2 separate regions of the Mus musculus genome follow, and region 2 is linked to region 1. Evidence: chromatin contacts called from public promoter capture Hi-C data. All regions are on one chromosome and are shown on one strand. The core of a region is the stretch at or near the end of the contact, and the rest is flanking DNA. Distances in the headings are between cores, read along the strand shown.

The links. Promoter capture Hi-C pulls out the DNA fragments that hold promoters and counts their contacts.
Region 2: a promoter capture Hi-C map of neutrophils shows a contact between it and region 1, with 4 times the contacts expected there. The contact joins the promoter of Gramd2 here to the promoter of Man2c1 in region 1. A contact is called at or near these places in 2 of 39 promoter capture datasets (hippocampal neurons and neutrophils).

Annotation. Positions count from the first base shown.
Region 1 is chr9:57,128,899-57,132,445 of GRCm38.p6, reverse strand. It overlaps Man2c1 (mannosidase, alpha, class 2C, member 1), which reads right to left and starts at 1,669. Exons shown (of 26, transcript NM_028636.2): 1 at 1,557-1,669; 2 at 1,165-1,287; 3 at 791-914. The coding sequence starts at 1,657. Man2c1os (mannosidase, alpha, class 2C, member 1, opposite strand) reads left to right here and starts at 1,156. Exons shown (of 2, transcript NR_102289.1): 1 at 1,156-1,897; 2 at 2,319-2,464.
Region 2 is chr9:59,678,385-59,681,931 of GRCm38.p6, reverse strand. Gramd2 (GRAM domain containing 2) reads right to left here and starts at 1,778. Exons shown (of 12, transcript NM_001379375.1): 1 at 1,680-1,778. The coding sequence starts at 1,720. It overlaps Pkm (pyruvate kinase, muscle), which reads right to left. Exons shown (of 11, transcript NM_011099.4): 11 at 2,560-3,204. The coding sequence ends at 3,098.

The DNA of each region.
Region 1 (3,547 bases), core at 420-2,919:
GAGTTTGAGATAGATTGGTTCATCCTCAGTGTTCAGTTAGGTGGGTGCCATCGAAGAGAAGAAAGTTGGATAGGGCTCTGACTTCTTTTTTTTGTTTTGTTTTGTTTGTTTGTTTTTTTTTTGTTGTTTTTTTGTTTTTTCGAGACAGGGTTTCTCTGTATAGCCCTGGTTGTCCTGGTGCTCACTTTGTAGACCAGGCTGGCCTCGAACTCAGAAATCCACCTGCCTCTGCCTCCCGAGTGCTGGGATTAAAGGCGTGCAGCACCACGCCCGGCTAGGGCTCTGACTTCTTTTAGGACCCAGTTACTGGACTTTGAAACGGAAGCTGCATGGACCAACAAAGAAATGTCTTAGTTTTTTAAAATCTATAATGGATATAAAGTGTCATCACATAGCATTACAAAGATTAAACCTGGTATGACATTTAACATTTAACATCTGGGGAATGTGAAGTGCAGTTAAAAGAAATTCATTATTCATGGGAAGATAACTTAATACCTTACTTTATATCATTTTAGAATGATTTGAAGTTTCCCCCAATACATATGTACTATACACAATAAAACTAGCTTATGAAAACTGGGGATTTATAACACTGGTGTCCAAATTCTGGTGGCTTACAACCATCTGTAATGGGATCTGATAACCTCTTCGGGTGTGTCTAAACACTGGCAATTTCCTCAGTTCCGAAATCATGAAATTACTCTGGAGACCCATTCATTCAGCTGTGGCTTCTCCAAAAACCAGGCTAATCTGTGGCAGTATCTGGCTCTAAGAGAGGACACCTCACCTGGACAGGTTCCCCATCACGCCAGACAAGGCTTTCTCCATCGCTTTCCCAGCAAAGATGAACTTCCTGGCCCACCCAAACTTCAGGGATGACCAGTTCTACCCGAAACCAGCAGGTCCACCATCTGTAAGAGAGCCATTTTGATGGGCCTAGGAGTGGAAACCCTCGGCTTTAAGATGTTCTCCATGCATGTGCAGCATCAGAGAAATGGTCAAAGAATAAAGGGAAAGGGGGAGAGGCAGCAGGGATGAAAATACTCAAGTGAAGACGCCGAAGGATAAAGGAGCTTCTCTCAGCAGAGGGCGCCACTCTGCTATCTAGCAGACTAGGGTTTGGTCGTGGGGCGGAGCTTCGCCAAACTGGGCGTTACCCACGTGGGTCCGAAGCTGTCGCCGACCTGCGCAGGGCTGAAGTTCTGCTGCACCGCCTTCTCATAGGGAAGCCTCTCGGGCGTCAGGAAGCTGGAGAGTGTCACCGAGCAGCTGTCCCCGAAGAGCCTGGGCAGGAGCAGCTGATGGGCGCATGCTCGAAGCCGCCCCTGTCCCACCCGTGAGCCAGCGGATGGCTGGGGAAACGCTCTCCCTTGGCTAAGGCCGTGAGGACTGCCTGGCAGCTCAGCAGCACAGACCAACCTCTACCGTTCGCTCCCCAGCCCCTGGCCTGGCAGTGGCGGGAACTTTGTTCCGCGGCCCGGTTGGCCACGGCCTGGGTTTCCCTCCGGAAGGGAAGGGGAGAGCGCGCGGGTGTGGTAGGCCAAGGACCACACCTGCCGCGAAGGTTACAGTCGGTGAAGTAGATCGGGGACACGAACTTCTCCACCCGCTCGAAAGTGGTGCGCCAGTGCTTCAAGAACGGCGCTGCCGCCATGGCGATGCGCCTTCCCTCCCCGGAAGATCCTTGGTGCTGCCGGCTCGTTGCACCGCTTGGAACCAAAGGTTCCGGCATCCAACCAGCTTACAGACCCGAGCAGCTTTTCTGGGAACACCACGGCTTTTGCAAGAGGCTGGCTCTGGGGAGCCTCCCAGTGAAACCCGGAAGCTGAGCCTTCGCGGTTCTCACCTCAGCCTTGCTGTCAGACAGCTGGGTAAATTATTTTAAAATACAATGGTAAGTTTGAGCTGGTGGTGTGGTTCGGTAGGGAGAGTGCTTGCCTAGGATGCACAAAGTTCACAGACCAGGAAGTGTAAATTGGAGTAATCTGCGACAATGTAGCGCCTTTGAGTACAGCCTGAGCTACTTGGTATTCTGAAGGAAGGGCTAGGGAGGGAACCCCTGGAAGGGCATGGGAAAGGTTTAGTTTTCCATTCTCTTCACTTACTCAAGCATTGGTAACTGCATAATATGAAAAGCGCAAGGCTACTTCGGGTGTTTTCAGAAATACAGAAAAGGGGCTTTGCACACCAGTAATCCTCCATTACATTACATGCATCACCGTTGCCCATTACCCCAATGTCCAGAATTTTGATCTAACGCAGGTCAACAAGTGCAAGGAAGTTTGAATGCTAACCTCCAGCTTTAACGTTTGCAGGAGTCTGGAAGAAAATAATACAGGAGGAATCTAACTAGCCTGCTTTAATGGAAATAACCAGGTTTACATTCCAAATGCAGGTTACCCAGAAAAATGATCAAGTAAGAAATATACAATGCCAATTAAAATAACTTGTCAAAACTTGAGCAAAGTCCCTTGTTTTATTGGTCACAAGGACTTTTTCTCCTAAAAGGGCCCTGAAATCTTACCCTGACCTGCAGGGAGGTGCAGTACATAGTACATAGGTAGCAACTGCCAAGGCTGCTGCTGGTCAGACCCATGCTCCCCATCCTTCTAGGCCAGCAGTCTTAAGGAAATAGAGGGGGAGAGGTGAACCATAGCTGAGGAAGCCAGACCCTTTCTTCCTGGCATGCTGCCTCAGCCACTGCCCTACATTTTCCCATTAGGCTTGATTACTTCCAAGTTTCCTTGTCCTCCTATGAGAAAAACACCCTAAAAGCAGGATATGGTGACACACACCTGTATTCCCAGAATTCAGGAGTCCAAGGCAAAATTCATGAGTTTTTTTTTTTTTTTTTTTTCAAGACATGGTTTCTCTGTATAAGCCCTGGCTGTCCTGGAACTCACTTTGTAGACCAGACTGGCCTTGAACTCTGAAATCCCCCTGCCTCTGCCTCCCAAGTGCTGGGATTAAAGGACTGTGCCACCTTTTGAAAACCTAGAAGTCAAATTATTTTTCTTTATGGTGGTGTTGGGGATTTTAAAAACATTGTTACAATTTATTTGGTTGGGGGTGGGATATGTGGGGCCTGGGGCTCAAAACTCAGGTCTTTAGGCTTAGTGGCAAGAACCATACCCAGCTGAGCCATCTCACTGACCCCAGGACTGAGGATTTTTAAATGGAAGATAAAATACCTGGTTATGACTTGCTAGGTGATGGCTGTCGAATTCTATGACAGCTAGTCTGTTGTTCAGAAAGTCCAGGCCAACCACATTTGAGCCCCCACCCCACCCCAATGTTATGGATCACGTTTAAATGTAACTTTTAAGAAGTGGAGTCTAGTGAGATGGATGGGGATACTAGCACAAATAAATGCGCTTGCAGCCAAGCCTGAAACCTAATTCAAGTCCTAGAACTGACTACAAGTTGTTCTGACTTTGACACTTGCACGTTGATGCATATGTGCACACATACAAATAAATGTAAAAAATTTTCTTAATCTTATTTTTTGAGACAAGGTCTTTTTGTGGCCCTGGCTATCCTGAAG
Region 2 (3,547 bases), core at 529-3,028, 2.5 Mb before region 1:
ACAAGCACTAGCAGATCATGGGAAAGCTAGCTCCCTGGAGGCTAGCAGGCATAAACCACCCTGAATACTGTGTCCTCACCCCTAGTGGGGTCACCAGAACATCCCCAGTAAATGAATTAACATATTCACTTCTAGTCCCAGATAAAGTTTTGAGGACCAACCCGAGTTTTGAAATTTTAAAACAAGCACCAACAGTAAGGCCTGGATGAGGCTCAGTCTGACCTTTCCAGACTATTTAGAAACTTCTTGCCCTCTGGGAAGCTGAGAAAACCTTTTCTACTTGGCCCCAGCAGACACCTCCTGAATTGCTGGGGTGAAACCAGTCAGCTTTGCCCACTGGGTCTGCTCACTTGCCCCAAGGTCCCCACTAAGAACACCCTTAATGACTGCCAAACTCTAACCTTTACTCTAAGAATGCCTTTCTATGCTGCAGTCTAACTGGCCTTATGAGGAGACTGAAGAGCAGTCCACAGGGCGAGCGATACCCTCTACCCATCTCTTCTGGCAAGACTCTTGTCTTCCAGCTTTAGGAGTGGAAGGACACCTTTGCACAACCAGATACGTACGTTGAAGGAGGCAAACCCAGAGACAAAGGCTGATCACAGCTAGCCCACCCCCTCAAGCCCGTAGAGGACTGAGTGCTAACTCATCACCCTATGTACCAAGGTTGATGTGGGAACAAGATCACATTTGCCCCACCTCAATCCATCCTGGCTGGCCAGGGATGTCCAATCCTGCAGGTTTGGGGCTGGGTGGGAGCAAGAATTTACAGTTTCATCAACGGGCCGCATCTTCCCCCTAAATAATCTCATCTGCACCACTTCAAAAGTTAAATTCCCTAACTCCCCAGGGCTGGACCTGAAATCATTATGTAGTCCAAGATGACCCTGAATCTCAGCTCATGTAAGCTTCCCAGGAGCTAGCAAGCATGAACCATCTTGCATACGGTGCTGGAATTGTAGATGTGCATCACCAATGTGTTTTATGCAGTGCTAAGGACCAAATCCAAGGCCTTATATATGCTAGGTAAACACTACCTACCCTCCCAGCTCACAGTTACCATTCTTGATGTCATCTGCCATGCCGCCTCCTGTCTTCTCTCCCCCCACTTATTCTCCACTACCTGCAAGAACTTTCCTTTCCTCCCAAGCCGACTTTGAACCAGCTCTCTGGGCTTGGAGACCAGCCCCAGCCCGCCCGGGCCTGGCGCACGGGGTGCGGCCGAGTCGTGCTGGGACAGCTCCACGTTGCCTCAGAAGCAGCCGAGTGTGCTCCTAAGAGTAGATCCCGCTGGGAGTGGAGAGGAGAGGAGAGGAGCTGATTTTGCAGAGGCCCACAGGGAAGCGCCAGGCTGTGTGTGGAGACAACCGGGACTGGGGGGTCGTTATGGCGAGAAATGAATGAAACACAAATGAATGGACCGCGAGGGTGGCCGACACGAGGTGATTTCCAGAAGGGAGCGTGCCTTCCGCTCGCCTGAAGCCACCAAGACACATCGGATACATCGCACCAGACTCGCACACCTCACAGCCGGGCGGAGGCGCAGGGTCCAAGCCTAAATTTCTGCGGTTGGAAGTGCCCAGCCGGGAGGCAGAAGGCGCCTAGGCGCGGCATTCCCAGAGTCGCCCTGCCCTTCGTCGCAGCCTCCTGGACCTGGAGCCCCGGGACGCCTCCCTTACCTGCCCGCCTCGACAGGCTCGCTACGGCTCAGGGCGGTCATCGCAGCGCCTTCTCCGGGAGCCCGAGGCCGTGCGCCAGACCCAGTGCCCTCCGGGGACCGCCCACCCCGGGAAAGGCCCGCCCCCACACGCCTATTGGCCGCTCGCGCAGAATGAGCCTGGCTCAATTGGTGGAGCCTTCCCCGCTCCCAGACCGCCCTGATGGGTCCCAGCTGCAGGTAGGTCTTCAAAATTGTGAGGTCGAGGAAACCAGGGCCTGGGTCCTCAATTATGGGACTTCATATCAAAATGTTCCCTCAGGGCTCTTCATTCTACTCCGCCTTCCAACCTCCTTACCTAACCTGAGCTCTTGGTGCTGCAACATCTCAATTTCAGAGGCCTTAGCCTCTGACTAGGTGGCTGTTGGGAGTTGCCAGGGACAAGGGTCCCACCTTGTTTCTATGTACCTTATTCCTGAGGGCAACAGGAAAACAAGAGACCCTTTGTGCTTAACTGTTATGGAGGCTGAGGGTTTTGTGAAGTATCCAATCAGGGACTCATCCTACAGCGCCCTCAACAGGCCTCTACCACAGGGATCAGCCCACTATTCGACCATTCTAGGTGCTAGCTGAACCTGTCCCAGACTTTTCTAGTATTTGCCCTGAAATAGAACGGATCAGCTTCCCGATACACAGCCGCACTTTGGTGCAGGAGGCAACTTATATACTCCCAAAGTATTCAGTCTCCGGCGTCTCCAGTGGTCCCGTGCTTGAAGGTTATCTGGTGGATCCATAGCACCCAAGGCCAGGCCTCCTGGCTGTTGTCATTCTCAATTGCTCAAAGGGCAGGGCTCGACCACCACTACCAACCCCCGGAAAAAAACAAAACAAAACACAACACAGGTGCTTCAGCTGCTGTTTATTGACATTCAGGTGGGCACTATAGCAACAGGCCTGGAGACTCTGCAGAATACAAGGTGGAGAGTGGAGTGTCTGCAGTGACAGAAGTGGAGTGCACAAGAAGTGGGGAGGCCAAAGCTGTTGGGAAAGCAGGTCAGGGCCAGGGCCAGAAGTCGTCATCTACACTGGGACCCTGGGCCCCACACCCTCAGCCCCTACTCTTTTGCTGTCTCCTGACTCCAGGCTAGGGCTGGGAATTCTGACAACTTTCTACAGAAGCAAAGCCCAGAGATGCTGCCGCCCTTCTGTGATAAAGTCAGGGTTTCCAGTCCTGCATTCCTCCTCCACCCCTGGCTCAGGTAGGGCCCTGAATAATAGCTGGTCTCTATTGCATGTTTTAGAGGCATTAATTTTCCCTGGTGTCCCAGCCCACCAGCGCCACACTATGGCCCAGAGTGAGCACTACAAGCGTTGCTGGCCTAATGGAAAGGATAGGGGAGGGGAAGGGACAGGGGCTAGAAGAGGGGCTCCAGAGGGCCATCAAGGTACAGGCACTACACGCATGGTGTTGGTGAATCCAGAGCCAGGGCGCCACCCGGTCAGCACAATGACCACATCTCCCTTCTTGAAGAAGCCTCGGGCCTTGCCTGGGGGGAAAAGGAGGTTGGTGAGTAGAGGTATACACTTGAGGAAAACTGCAAAGCCCCACAGTCCTAATTGATCACACAAAGTGGCACTTTTCCCAACCCAGACACAAATCCAACAAGGCAGGTGCAGATAACTGCCCTAATAATCCTCGTCTGGGTAGGGGAGCAGGTTGACAGTTACTTCTTCTCACCACAAGATGGTGCAAGCCTCCTAGCCTAAACAAGGGCTGAGGCTGAACTCAGAATGCAGAGACCTTTGGACACCATTCAGTTTATACTCTAGAGAGTCAGGGTCAGCTGCCTCCTTGTCTCTATATAGGAATAAGGCCACAAAAGCTTGTGT